Linked DNA regions of Sus scrofa: region 1 is linked to region 2. Evidence: chromatin contacts called from public HiChIP or PLAC-seq data. All regions are on one chromosome and are shown on one strand. Each heading gives the region's core, a stretch centred on a gene start, on an enhancer-like site or on the middle of the called end of the contact. The rest is flanking DNA. Distances are from core to core; before and after follow the strand shown.

What was found. HiChIP or PLAC-seq counts read pairs in DNA pulled down with a chosen protein or histone mark.
Region 1: a contact with region 2 is called in an H3K27ac HiChIP or PLAC-seq map of skeletal muscle. The contact joins two enhancer-like sites. A contact is called at or near these places in 1 of 47 Hi-C or Micro-C datasets (skeletal muscle) and 1 of 2 datasets of contacts at active chromatin or transcription factors (skeletal muscle).

Annotation. Positions count from the first base shown.
Region 1 is chr2:1,862,318-1,869,889 of Sscrofa11.1, reverse strand. All of the region lies in intron 11 of KCNQ1 (potassium voltage-gated channel subfamily KQT member 1), which reads right to left. Among named protein-coding and RNA genes, the nearest start is that of CDKN1C, 160 kb to the left of the region's middle. Within about 2 kb of position 5,134, at least 4 of the 83 cell types and tissues checked have an H3K27ac peak or open chromatin away from gene starts, as enhancers often do. A contact at or near this core is called in skeletal muscle, where this site is marked.
Region 2 is chr2:1,725,819-1,732,521 of Sscrofa11.1, reverse strand. The region is part of intron 2 of KCNQ1 (potassium voltage-gated channel subfamily KQT member 1); the gene reads right to left. Among named protein-coding and RNA genes, the nearest start is that of KCNQ1, 54 kb to the right of the region's middle. Within about 2 kb of position 2,226, at least 19 of the 83 cell types and tissues checked have an H3K27ac peak or open chromatin away from gene starts, as enhancers often do. A contact at or near this core is called in skeletal muscle, where this site is marked.

The sequences.
Region 1 (7,572 bases), core at 3,885-6,384, 130 kb before region 2:
ATATTTTGCAACACCCTATATAAGAAAAAAATGTGAAAAAGAATGGAGATACGTGTATATATATAACTGAGTCACTCTGCTGTATGCCTGACACCCACGCCCCATTGTAAACCAAGTGTACTGCCATGGAAAATAAAAAGTGTCATTGAACTGAAACAAAGAACACTATACCACCTTCTTGAAAGACAGGAGAGAAGGTTTGAAGAACTGGGAAGACCTCTCCCACTCAGGGACCGGAAGACAGCGCTGCTGAGAAGCCACCACTCCCCAAACTCATCTCCGGGTTCAGCGCAATCCCGCTCGGAATCCCAGCCTCACTGCAGAGATCGGCAGGCGGACCCTGAAATCCACAGGCAAATCCAAGGGGCCCAGAACAGCTAAACCATCGTGAAAAACAAGGGCAAGTTTGGAGGGCGCACACCACACCGCCCCCCACCGATTTCAAAGCTGACTACAGAGCTACAGGGATCCAGGCAGGGCGGGGAGGACAGGCGGACAGACAGACAGATCAGGGGGACAGAACTGAGAGGCCAGAAGTAAGCCTGTGCGTGGAGGTCAACTCAGCATTCATTTTCTTTTAGTTTTAGGGCCGCACCCGTGTCATACGGAGGTTCCCAGGCTAGGAGTCAAATCGGAGCTGTAGCCGCCAGCCGACACCACAGCCACAGCCACAGCCACATCAGATCTGAGCCTCATCTGCGACCTACACCAAAGCTTATGGCAGCGCTGGACCTTAACCCACGGAGCCCGGCCAGGGATTGAACCTGTGTCCTCATGGATGCTAGTGAGACTCGTTTCCCTCTGAGTCACGATGGGGACTCCGAGGTCAGTTTATTTTTGGAAAGGGTGCCCAAGACCATTCAACGGGGAGAGAACAGTGTTTTTAACAAATGGTTCTGGGATAACTAGACCTCTACCTGCCAAAGGAAGATGCTGGAATCTGACCTCACACTGTATACAAAAATTAACAGCATCACACACCTGCGCGTAAGGGTTAAAACTATAAGAGTCCTACGTGAAAACAGAGATAAATCTTTGTGACCTTGGATTTGCATATTGTTACTTAGATACAACACTAAACACAAGCAATGAAAGAGAAAACATAGGGAAAGCTGGACTTCAAATTCTAAGCGTTTTGAGAGCCAAAGGACACCATCGAGAAAGTGGACAGACGTTCCTACCGAAACCCCCCCGTGAGGCGGGGGCTTGTATCAGGGATATTTAAAGAACTCTGCTCAATACGAAAAAGATAAAGAACCCACCCACCAAACAGGCAAAAGGACCTAACTGGGCATTTTGTAAAAGAAGACATACAAATGGCCAATAAACACCTTACAAAGACACTCGGTGTCATGAGCTGTCAGGGAAATACAGTTTGAAACCACGAGGCAAATCACTTCCCACCCACCGGGGGGGCCGTGGTGAAAGTGACAGACAGGGGCAAGTGTCCAGAGGGTGTGGAGAAACCAGACTCTCGGACGACCCTCCTGGGGACAAAGATGGGGCAGCCACTCTGGAAAACAGTCTGGCTTAAACCCTGGGCGACAGGACAGCCCAGCAAGTCCACTCCTCGATGCCCACCTGAGAGAAAAGAAAACCCATGTCCGTAAGAGAAGCTGGTACCCAAATGTTCCCGATGACATGACACAGGCACCGAAAAGGGGAAACAGTCCCCGTGTCCCCCGGTGGTTGAATGAGCAAACAAGATGTGGCCCAGCCGTATGCTGGGATGGGCCTTGCCCTCACGGATGCCCAACGCACTGACCCAGGCTACAACACGGGTGAGGCTTGACCGCACCGTGCCCCGAAAGAGGCCAGTCAGACCAGAGAGTGTATGGGTCCCTTCCATCAAATGCCCAGAACAGGCGACTCCACGTGGGCACGAAGGAATTTTGCGGCGGCCCGGGGTTGGGCAGCAGGAGGAGGGAACGGGCGGCGGCGGGCAGAGGGTGCGGGGCTTCTTGGAGAGGCGCTGGAGGTGTTCTGGAATTAGACAGGGTGACGGCGGCCCAGTTCTGAGCGCACCCTCGAATCACACCCTTCCCATGGGGGAAGAGTACGGTATGCGGAGTCTATCTCCATAAGGCTCTCAGGAGACAAAAACGCAACCCCAAAAGCACCCGGCGGAGAACCCCACACCCCAGCAGGCCCGGAGAGTAGCCCCCGAGCCAGGCCTGCCCCCGAAGGCGGCGGGGCCCAGCAAGCCCGGCTCCTGCCCACGTGTGGTCGCGGGCTCCCAGGCTGGATGTTTCTCATGGTGAAGGCCCAGGCGCAGGGAGCCAGACGTCCGCTGCAGCTGGGGTGGGGGTGGCGGGGCCTGGAAGCCGGACAGCAGAGATGGAGGCTCCCACGCTCCAGGGCCAAGCTGACGTGACTAAAGCTAAACAGAGCCCGTGCCACAACGGGGTTCCAGTAATTCTGCGCAGCGCGCGGAGGCCCTCGCCAGCGACGGCAGCAGCGGGGAGGGCGGCGGGGCAGGCAGCCCCAAAGGTAATTTGCACACGGAGTTTATAAGGCCCCTCAGCTCTTTTAAACATATGCTTCTCTGATTATAAACAGCTGATGGCTCACAAGATTCAGATTTTCCAGCAAGGCTTCCAAAAAAAGATTACACTCCGAGCAGAGAAAGGTGACCAGGCGCTTTGCTGTGGACACACATCCAGCCGTGTTCTCCTACAGCTGGAGCCGCCCCCTTTGCCAGGCTCCAGGCGTGGCGCATCTGCAAAGGGCTTGCTGCCATCGATGTGGGATGGGCTGTGGACCTGGGCAGGGAGGGGACAAAGGAGACGGGACCCCCGTCTCCACCAGGTCCTCTGCCTCCTTGGAGCTGAGGCGCTGAGTTCACCTCCTGCACTCAGACCTGGGGCCAGGGCTCAAAGTGGCCACGGGCCGCTGGCTGCCACCCATGGATGGCTGTGCAAGCCCGGCCACACCCTGCACACTGAGGCTGCGTGGCTGCAGGGGAAGGACAGACAGAGCGAGCCCAGGAAGCCTGGATGCGAAGCGGGGCTCCAGCACCTACTGCCTGTGTGATACCTGGCAAGCCCCTGGACCTCACTGCCTCTCGGTTTCCCCATCAGCCAGGCGGGTTGTCCCAGGGTTCATCGAGTTACTGTCCTAGAGCCCCGAGACCTGGGTCTGAGAGCGGGAACACTTGGAATCATCGACCCGGAAAACAGACCTGCTTATGCGGAGGGGCCCTAGCTGCTCCCGTCTGGCACCGTCCCGGGTCCAGGCTGCTCGGAGAGCCTCACTGGGGTTCCCAAGTGGATGTGCAGGTGGATGGCCCAGAACACCTGCCAGGGAGTGGGGCCGCGGAAGCAGGGGCTGCCCCGGCGAGGTGGGGGCTGGGTCCCCAGGTAGGGTCCGTACCTGGCCTCCAGAGGTTTAACAGAATCTCCCGCATACTCACTACTTTTGTCCCAACGGATGCTGGCAGAGCAGAAACCCTAGCCCCCAACCCACCAGAAAGCACTGGCCTTCCCCAAAGACCCGGCAGAGCAGAAAAACGGGAGGGGGCTTTGGTGCCACTCCCCACCCACACAGGGCATCCCGCCACCCCCACCCTGCCATGACTGCTCCCTTTCAGCACGGCTGACCCACGAGAAAGCCGTCCACATCTGCGGGCGCGGGACACCACGGGGCCGGACCGGCTGTCAAGACTTCCCCCAGGTCCTGCGAGAACCCTCAGCGTGGGACAGACGTGAAGGGGTTCGGGGTCCGACCTCCGGCCCGAAGGCCGCAGCCGAGGAACAGGACAGAGCAGAAGTATGACTTGCACGCCTGGCATATATACCGCTGTCCCCCAGGTGCGGGTACGGTCAAGCCCTGGTGAAAGCTGGCAGGTAGGCTGAGCCCTCCCTGCTACCCATCGAGAGCCATACTGACCCTGGCACGGACAGCTGTAGCCGCCAGCTACTGCCGAGTAACAAATCACCCTACGACTTCACAGCCTCACAGACGTTCCCCTGTCATCTCTCACATTTCCGGGGGTCAGGAACCCAGGAGCAGCTGGGTGGTTCTGGCCCAGGGTCTCGTGGGAGGCTCAAGTCAGGATGTGCGCCCCGCTCTGATGGCTGGACTGGGGCTGGAGGCCTCGGTTCCCCTGGAGCAGACCCCACCCCGGGCCTGCGTGAGGGTCCTTACAACACGGTGGCTGGCTTCGTTCAGAGTCACTGATCCCCGTGAGAGAAAGCAAGGGGGAGCTGTGGCCCCTCTCGTGACCCGGCCTTGCTGGCCCCACCCTGTCCCTCCCGCCACATTCTATTCGTCGGAGGCGGATCGCCGCGTCCAGACCAAAATCAAGGGGAAGGAAATAACTCCGCGTCTCGAGGGGAAGCGTCCCAAAGACCCCCGGGCCCATCTTAAAACCGCTCTGCAGTCAACGGCCCTTCCTTCTCACTGCGGCCTTTTTTGTCCAGATTCCCTCTATCTGCCCCCTGAGCCCGTCTGGCTCACTGAGGGGGCCCAGTGGGTTCTCTGAGGACCCCCGCCCCCCACGGCCAATCACCTGGTCCCCACCGCTCCCCAGAGCCCTGGCGGGTTTCATGGCAGTCGTCTCCCCTTTTCAGCACGAGCTGAGCGAACAGTGAGGCAGTGGGGTCCCTGCAAACATCTGACCCTCCCAGTGTGGACGGAGGGGACCCTTCCGTGTTTAAGAAAGCCTGTGATCACCAGAGCTACGCGGATGGGACTTCTTGTCACCAAGCACCTCTCCCAGACTTTGAGTGATCACTGAGAACACTGCCCGGGGCAGCCCTGGCACTGCCAGAGTTCCTGAGTGCTTGGGCCCACCCAGCTTGAAGGTCTCAGAGACTGTGGCTGCGTGATGGCCGTGGTGACGGCAGGCCGGGCAGGCAGGGGGGCAGACGCGGCCCGGGGTGGGGGCGTCGTGGGAAGAAACTGCCTCTGGAAGGTGGTGGTGAAAAAGACTCTGGCGGGGGCGGGGGTCTGGCAGGGCCCCGCTCCCTGCGCGTTCCCACCCCCAGCGCCTGGCATCCAACCAGGCCCCAAGCAGGTGCTCAGGAGACAGCTGCTGACTTAACCCGCATCGAAGCGGGGGCTCTGGAAGGACTGTGCTTGGCTAATCAAGGCTTGGCTGTGCGATGCCCAAACATATACACACAGCACAGCTGCCCTCTCGATGGGAAGCGGCCCACACCCCACACTGCCACTCACAGGACTGCCTGGACCTGGGGGCCCTCCCTACCCCCGGCATGCATTTGGCATCACGTTATCAACGACCCCGATTGAGGAAAGCAAATCTGCTCATGGGGCAAGGCCAGCACCGGCCCGAGTGTGGCACAGTCACCTGAGGGCTTCTTCCCGTGGCTCCAGCCCCCTGTGGTTCTTGGAGAAGGGGAGCTCTGGGGGCCTAAGAACGTGCTGGAATGTCAGCACCAGGGCCTGGTAGCTAAGTCAGGGACGGTACCCTAGACAGCCGTGCCCGTGGCGTGACAATGTCCCAGAGCCAGGGGCGCTCACTGCAGTGGGCAGGGCCATAGGGCTGACGTCGGTCCCCGGGCTTCTCAGGTCCTATCTGTTAACCTAGCACCCATCCCAGGGCGGCCCCAAGCTCCCCCTGCCCTCCGCCCCACAGCCCGACCAGAACCGCTGGGGTGGGAGGATCCTGGCCTGGCTGCTCCTTCTGCCTCCGCAGCCGCCACCTGCTGCCAAGCCTCCCGCCTCTCACTGGGCGACGGCGTGTCTCCCTCGGCCCTCGGGGCCCCCGGCCTCCCCCGCCCCCTCCTGTTTGCTCTCCAGCCTGCAGCTGGAGCGATAGGGATCTTTCTAGAAGGAAGACCTGGTCTTCGCCACCGCTCTCCCCAAGGCCCAAGAGGCGCCTCCTCATCCTCCACGGCCCGCGGGGCCCAGAACCACGGAGTCTGCCCACGCCCGCTGGGCGTGGGTGCCAAGCTCGGAGAACACGAGGCAGGGCGGTGTGGGGGACCGAGCTGCGGTGGGGCCAGGACCCTGCAGTGGCGTGTGTTGTATGCAGTGTGTGCACGCGTGCAAAGGGCTGTGCTGAGGACCAAGGAGGGCCCGCTGGGTGCTGGGGACGTGGGGACAGTGGGGGTCCAAGTGGGCTTCTGGACAGTCATGTCACCCTCACAGGGAGACCCTAGGCTCCTGGTCCCCCTACATTCCTGTCCACTTCAGGGAGCAGCAGGGACCTTCCTAGGAAGGTGGGCTGGAGGGGGCCACGTGGGCCTGGGCCTCTCTGCTTTGGAGGGAACCCAGATGAGCCTGAAGCTGCTTCCACCCTCAGGCTCTAGGGGTGGGGTGCGGTGGCGGGCCGACTGAGGCCCAGGGGACCCCTCAGCCAGGCCCTGCCACGTCCAGTCCCTTGGGCGAGGAGCTCCCGCTCCGTCCTTTCCTGCTGCCCGGCCCCGCGAGCTTCCTCGGGGACCCGCGGGGCTCGGAGCCCCATCTGCACTTCTGTGCTGGCAAACACAGGAGAATTGGCTCAGCAACTTCCTCCCTTAATCTCCCACCCCCATTCTAAATACCTCGGAATCAAGAGAGAAGCCGAGTGGACGTTTGGAGCCTTAATTCTCTTCAGCTGTGTGCGTGTGTGTGCGTGCGTGCATGTGTGTGTGCGTGTGTGTGTGTGCTTGGGTGCAGAGGCCTGCAAGGAAACCTTTTGAACCCCGAATATCAGTGCTGGAGGGAGCAGCCCCCACACGTACAGATGAGATAAACCAGACGTCTTGTCGCGCAGGGAGCCAGAGTCAAGGCCACCAGATGCCCAGGCTCTGTGCCCCACACCCACGCCGCGGTCCTGAGCCCACGAGGGTGACAAGGGCCAGGGGCCAGACTCCAGGGCTTCCAGGACCAGGGAGATTCCGGGCTTGCCCGGGCCCGGGTCGGGGGAGGAGACCTGGGTACAGCCCAGGGAGGAACTGGCCATGCCCGCCACCCCTCCCTGACTTCTGCCGATGTGCCCGAGGCCAGCCCCCGGCTGTCCCGGGCTGGCCTGGAGGCCGCCCAGCCTCACGAGCTCCTGCAGCCAATTCCCACGTGTCTCTTGTCTCCCGACGAGACAACAAACCCCTCTCAGTCTCGGACTGTTTTCCTGTCTCCCCCAGAGGACCGGGGGGGGGCACACAACAGGTGCGCCGGGCTGGCAGGCGGCACTCGCTGATTGACGGCGCCCCGTGTGCGCGGAGGGGGTGAGGGCCGGGGACTCGGCACCATCCGCCCCACCAGAGAATGTGGCAGAACGGCCAGCGGCAGGCTCCTCGGCCCGGCTCGAAGCCTGGCCCCAAGGAGACGGTCACACGAGCCCGCGGGCATGCGGGGCCCCCAGCACTTCACTACGAGGGCATCCGTCAGGGGGACCCCGAGAGGCCGGGCCTAAGGTGAGACAGCGCGACTGGAGCGAGCGCTGTCCCAGGACAACAGGCAGGCGGGACTCATCCGGGGACGCGATCAGAACCCAAATTCTGTTAAGCATAAGATCAAGGGAATTCCATGTTAAGGATTTTAAAAAATCAGCTTCCAAAACGGACGGAAGGCGGAAGGGGGAGGGAGAAGTCGGGAGTTTGAGGTGAGCAGATGCAGATCCGTGTA
Region 2 (6,703 bases), core at 977-3,476:
TTCTTGGGGGTCCCCACCGGGTGGCAAAGGGGTGCTGGAGAATGAGCCCAGACCCCTGATCTGCTCATCAGCAGCTCCAGATCTGCTTGGCGGCCCCTAAGCCTCTGTCACAGACTCTGGTGGAGATGGGAGGGGCAGGGAGGGACCCAGATGTGGCACAGCCGCGGGGCTGCCGGGGTCGCACCCACCCCACCTGGCACGGGGAGGATGGAGGCAGCCGTCTGTCCCCACCAGACACGTGCCATCCGGGAAGGGCCCTTCCTCACCTGTATGAGCGCGGCCCAGACGCCACGTCCCCTTCACCCCCTTCCTCACCCAGGCCAGCGCCCCTCCAGCTCGTGACCTGGGGTCAGCAGCAGGGGCCCCAGCAGCCGGAGCTGCAGGCTGCTCTGCACCCCCAGGCTACATGGTCAGAACCCCAGGCTGTGGCTCCAGCCGGCGCCACTGTCCCTCTGCCTCCAGAACCGAGAGCCGGTGCAGAAACACCCCCAATGCGAACCCTAGTCATATGGGAACCTCCTTTGGCTTTCAGTGTTTCTCCCCCAAACCCACGAGGCTCAGGTTTGCCCGGAGAGGGTTAATGGGGACGCCCGAGCCAGGCTACAGCCAGACGGCGCCCTGGTGGAACACACGTGTGCACCACCACTTTGTGCTCCCGGGGGCAGGGGGGGAGCAGCCCCCTCTTACATGGGGCCCTGCAGTGAGGGTCGCAGGGGCACAGACATGAAGCTGTGTCCTGCCCCCGCGTGCTCACCCCTATTTGCACACAGATGCTGGCACGCAGTGGATGTGCTAGAAACACCTGCTGGCTGAAGCAGGGTGGAGAGACGGGGTGGACTGAGGCAGCGCATCAGGGAAGGCCTGGGCAGCGGGAACCAGTTCTCGTCAGGGGCTCCCGTGTGCCAGGGACAGAGACCAAGGAGCTCAAGGTCGTGTGGAGGGCAGATGCCTTCCCAGAGCACCCGAGGGAAGCAGGTGAGGTATGTTACTGGGCAAGCGGAAAGGCATTCCAGGAGTGAATGGACGGGAGTGGGGCTTTGTCGGGTGTGTAGGAGTTCACTAAGCGGGGGGTGAAGGCTGAGAGAACAGCACTTGGAGGAGGCGGCGGCCCTGGAGAAAATACGACGTTGGGGTGAGTGCACGGAAAATGTGGGCCACTGGCTGGTGCCCCGACCACGGGAGACATGCCCTGGACGCTTGTGTCTCCCCCCGCGTGGGGGCGAAGGGCGGGGCGGGTGTGCACACAGCAGGCTCTCCATGGCACTGCCGGCCCGACCTGGCCCAGGTGTCTTCACTGGCCCCCGAGGAAGAGGGTGCAGGGAGCAGAGGCGGAAAACACGCGGGTCTGCAGGGGCCGGGCTGGGGTGAGCTGGGCCGGGCCACCGAGGACAGAGCCTGGGCCTCGCTCCCGGGCCACACGAGACCCCTGGAGGGGCCCGGAGAGTCCGCCGGGGCCCGTGCTGCCGCTGGGAAACTGGGGCCGCAGAGCGGGGCAGCCTGGCTGGTGCAGGGCCGCTCTGGCTGGCCGGGCGCTGGGAGCGGCGGCCGCGAGGGAGGAAGCGGCGATGACCTCATTCCCTAGGCCTCCGGGCCGCGGCGCACGGGGTTGGAACCGCAGGCATCGCCGGGCATTCCCTGGTATGCTCCCCACCAGAAGGCACGCAATCCGCCGCTTGTGTTGTGCTCTTGAGAGCCTCTCGCTTTGTGTGGGATTTGCAAAAGGAGGGAAGAAAACCACGCTGCGATTTTGAGAGGCAAAACCAGCCCCTCACCTGGGCCCAACCAGGGTCTTTTATGAGGGGGGCGGAGGGCGGGGACGTGGGGGGGGAGTGAGAGGGGGTGTTTCTAGGGCAGCAGGACGGGGGGAGAACGGGGGAGAAACAAAGAGCCACCCAGACCCACAACCGGTCCCCAGGCGTGCGTGTGCACGCAGAAGGGCAGCACCAGAGCACGCCCAGGGACACACACGCGTGCACACGGCCATGTGCAGACGTGCAAGCACACTCACGCTTACACGGCCCCACAGACACGCGTGCACACGACAGGCACGCACGCGTAAACACACACACAGTGCTTCCTCTGGACACAGGAGCCGTGTGGGAGCCCCTTTCTTCCCCTGGGAAAGCACAAGCCAGGCTCGGATCGCACACGCGCATTAACAGCCCGGGGACAGACCCCGCAGCAGGGCCCAGATTCCACCCCAAATGGCTTTTTCAGGCCCCCCGAGCCCCCCGTTCCGCAGAACGCTTAATCCCTCGGAGGCCAGCTCGGGGCTCCCTCACACAGCGCCGAGATAAGAGCGTTCTGGCCCCATAAAAGCGAGTGCATGAAAAGAAAGCAAGAAATATGGGCTCTCTGGGAAAACACAGCTTTGAATGACTTTTTTTCCACCATTTAAACGTCGTGCTGCTCGCGGAATCCTGCGCGGAGCCCACGCTCGGCCCCTCCCGGGCTCCCGGCTGCGGTCTGGCTCCGCGCTCTGCGCTCTGGGCCCCGGGCCAGCGGCGCCCTGGGGCCGCGGACAACAGCGCCACCTGGTGTCCCGCCCCGGGCCCGCAACGCCGCGCCACTGCAGCCCCCGCCCCACACCCGGTCTTCCTCTGCCTCGCGGACTGCAGGCTCCGGGGAGCCCCCCACCCCCACCCCCGCCACTGCCGCCCCCACCGAGAGCCTGCCCTGCCCACCTGGAGGCTGCCAGCTCAAACCCACCTCAAATGATCTGTCTGCACCGGGCCAGCGAGTTAGGAAATCCTTGGAAACCTGGCAAGGCCGTCAGAAGGTGAGGTCTGAGGCCGTTGTGGCTGACCCTCCATTGTGCAGATGGGGACACTGAGGCCCAGGGCCACACAGCAACTGGAGGCTCCCATGGGGCAGCTCGGGGCACCTGGGCTCAAAGGAGGGGTGTCCACAGCTCGGAGGCACCGTTCTGGGCCTGAGAGCAGGGGTGATGGGCACAACCACTGGGCCCCTGGCCTCGAGGGTGGGGAGTGGCGCAAGGATGGCCCTGTGGCTCTGCGTCACACCAGGATGGCTGCGGGATGAGCAGGGTGCCCGAGGAGGGACGAGGACCCCGGCAATGGTCAGTGATCGGGTAGGTGCGCAAAGGCAGTGACGGCCAAGTCGAGGCCCAAGCCGTCCTGGGACATGCCAGAGGAGCAGCCGGGCCAGAGCAGAGCACGTGCAAGGGTCCTGGGGCAGCAGGGAGTGTCTAAGGGTCAGCAAACAGTACATGGGGTGGAAGGGGCAGGGGGTTGGGGGGTGGGGACAGAAGTGTGGGGCCCCCAGGATCTAAATGCCACAGGAACTTGGAGAATGTTTTGGAAAGACACCCCCCCGCCGCCCTTGGCTGCCATGTGGAGAGGCATCCTGGGGGACATGAGGTGGCAGCGAGGTTCAGGGAGGTGGCACTGGTCTCTCCCCTCACAGGGCGGAAGAGGAGATGGGACTGCAGCAGGATTAGGCCCTCTGCTTGGAGCAGGGGAGCTGTTCACTGGCACACCCAACCAGGATCCTAGAGGGAGCGGGGCACAACCCGCACCCCTCTCCCCTCCCGCCTGCCCCCCTCCCCACTCAGACCCCGTCCTCAGCAGGGGTAACGGTGCCTGCAGTTCAGAGAATGGCCACAAGGTGGCGCGCGGGCCTCACAAATGTCAGGACAGCGGGTAGGGTCTGCTCAGGAGGGAGGGCAGTGGGCTTGGGGTTGGGGGCTGCCTGCCAGGGGGCTGCTGGGATTCGACAGGGCCCCCCTGCCACCTCCCCCAGCTCCGGGCCTCACTCCACCATGAAATCTGCCCTGAGGAGCCCTGTCTGAAGGTGAGAAGCACTGCCTTGGTGAGTGTTGCTCCCGGCCAGCCCGAGGGGAGAGGGGGGCCCAGGGCCGCCCAGGTCTGACCCCACCCCAGGGCCGTCCTGGGGTGGCCCCCCACTACTGGTCTGGTTTCTACCACCAGCGCAGGGCTGGGGACCCACTGACACATCAGGGGTGATTCCCAGGCTGGGACTCTGGGTGGGCTGCCCCCGACCTACCCAACCCTCCCAGCATCACCCAGAGGCCCTACCTGAGCTGCCCCCTGGGGCCGGGCCCCTCAGTGCTCACGGACGCTGGGTGCAGGGCCCAGGGTGGGGGTCACTGGGGTGCCTTACATCCCACTGGAACCCAAGAGTGAGCCCCCAGCAGAGGAGGGACGGACCCAGCTCCCTCAGGGGGGCTTACGGGCTGACCTGTCCCCAGAACATCATGAGTTGGCGTCCTGAACCTGCTCCCCAGAACGTGACTGTCCTTGGGGACACGCATGGCCTTGAAAGAGGAGATGAAGGTCAAGGGAGGCCACCGGGGTGGGGCCTGCTCCCACAGGACTGGGGTCCTTAGAGGCAGCGGAGGTCGGGACACAGACACACACAGAGCGACGGCCCTGCGAGGACACGGGGGGCAGACGGCCGTCCACACGCCCAGGAGAGAGGCCTCGGGAGGGACCAGCCCTGCCCGCCCCTGGGGCTCGGACGCCACCCTCCGGGACGGGGGACATCGGCTGTCTATTGTTGGAGCGCCCTGGCCTGTGGTGTTTGCTACAGCGGCTCGAGCTGACCCACACAGGGGTGAGAGGCTGGCCGGGCCCCGGGGCCCAGCGTCTGAGCACTCACTTTTGGTAGAAGGACAGCCCCAGAATCTGGGCCTGCACCTCAGGGTCTGCCTGCACCCCCCACACCCCCAGCCCCTGCCTCCGGACCCCTCAGGTTCCAGCGGACAGGGCATTGAGTCACCCTGGCCAGAGGAGAGGGCCCAGGAGCAGGTCACAGAGCTGACATGCCCTGTGGTGACCGGGCAGGTACTCAAATCACCCTGAGGTGACCCCCAACTTTCTGCCCTCCCCCCATACACAGCCCCTCCCCCGTGGTCTGGGAGGCGGGAAGGACATTCCCCAGCCTGGGAAGCAGACACAGGGCCGGCCAGGGGCACCCAGGAATGCCCACGGCAGACAGAAGTATCGCCCTGCCCACCACTCGCCTGCAGGAAGACTGGCCCCTGAGGCCCTGGCACAGACCTGGCGGGTGCCCAGGGCTGCTTCCAGGGTCTCTGCGACCAGGGGGATGGGGGGAGGCGGGAGAGCGCCACGACCCCAGAAGTCTGTTGCGTTTCTGCCATTAAACATGTCTCTACTTTTTTTTTTTTGTCTTTTAGGGCCGCACCCACAGCATATGGAGGTTCCCAGGCTAAGGGTCTAATCGGAACTACAGCTGCCGGCCTACGCCACAGCCACAGCAATGCCAGATCCAAGCCACGTCTGTGACTTACACCAGGGCTCACGACAACACCAGATCCTTAACCCACTGAACCAGGCCAGGGATCGAACCTGCATCCTCGCGGGTTCTAGTCGGATTCGTTCTTGCTGAGCCATGACAGGACTCCCAAGCATGTCCCTACTTTCATATGAGAAAGTAAACCAAACAGGACAGGAAAAAAAAAAATGCCAGGACCGTTCTCCTGGGAAAGTAAGGACATCCACCAACACAACCGCCCCACGGACGCAGGAGAGACACAGGAAGCATCAACACTGTCACTGTAGAATCCCGTCCGCCCGCGGAACGGACGCAGGAGACGTGGCGTGCATACACGGTGGAATACAACTCGGTCGTCAAAAAGAAGGAATAAGGCCATTGGCAGCCACTCAGGCGGACCTAGAGATCTTCATATGAAGTGAGCTAGGTCAGAGAAAGTCAGACACCGTAGGACATCACTGACGTGTGGCCCCTAAAATATGGCAGAAATGAACTGATCTGCAAAACAGAGCCGGACTCACACACACAGAGGAGAGACTTGGGGTTGCCAGGCGGGGAGAGGGGTAGACGGGACCTTGGGATCAGCAGGTGCAAACCCAGAGAACACAGGATGGATAAAGTGCAAGTTCCCGCTGTCTGGCTCGGGGACCTCTATTCAACATCCTGTGACAAGACGCAATGAAAAGAATAGTACGTCCGTGTAACAGGCGCATCGCTGCCCTCCAGAAATTAACGCAACGTTGTCCATCAACTATACTGCAACACAATCTTTCAGAGGCTCACGCCATCTCATCAGACTTAAAGGACACCCCTACCTGAGAAAATGCTCCCCCCCACCGCCCCTGCTGCCCTGGGCCGGCACCTCCCTTCAGAAGCACAGGGCGCCCCGTCACCCCAACCCAGTAAAGCCCGAGTGACTGATCCGTGCAGCCCACACCTAAGCAGCACGCTAAGCTGGGCCAAGCAGCGATGACGCCAAACCCAGAAAACGCTCAAGGACCAGCAGAAGGAAACATGACCGCAAGTAGCAGATGACGTCGTGGCTGCACAAGGGACGCGAGCCGTAGCTTTTCCCGACGCCCAGAAACCCTCCAGAAAACGCCCTGGGCGAGATGATCCCACTTAGGCGGCGACTGACCATAACCACTCTGATTCTATCAATGATCACAGCGGCTGTCTACAACCCGCAGTTCGAAGCCCTAGAGCCTCCCGACGCAGACACCCCAGGACCGTGGGCAGGAAGACCCCACACCTGAGAGGCAGGCTCCCCGAAGCCATTCATCCGAAATCAGATTTTTTGTGGGAGGTGAACAGGCTGATGTTAAGGCCCCTGGGGAGCCCACAAGGTGGCCCCCGAAGGAGAAGAGCGGGCACGGGGACCAACCTCGCGCTGAGACGGGCTTGCGCACGCGGCACAACAGCGTGG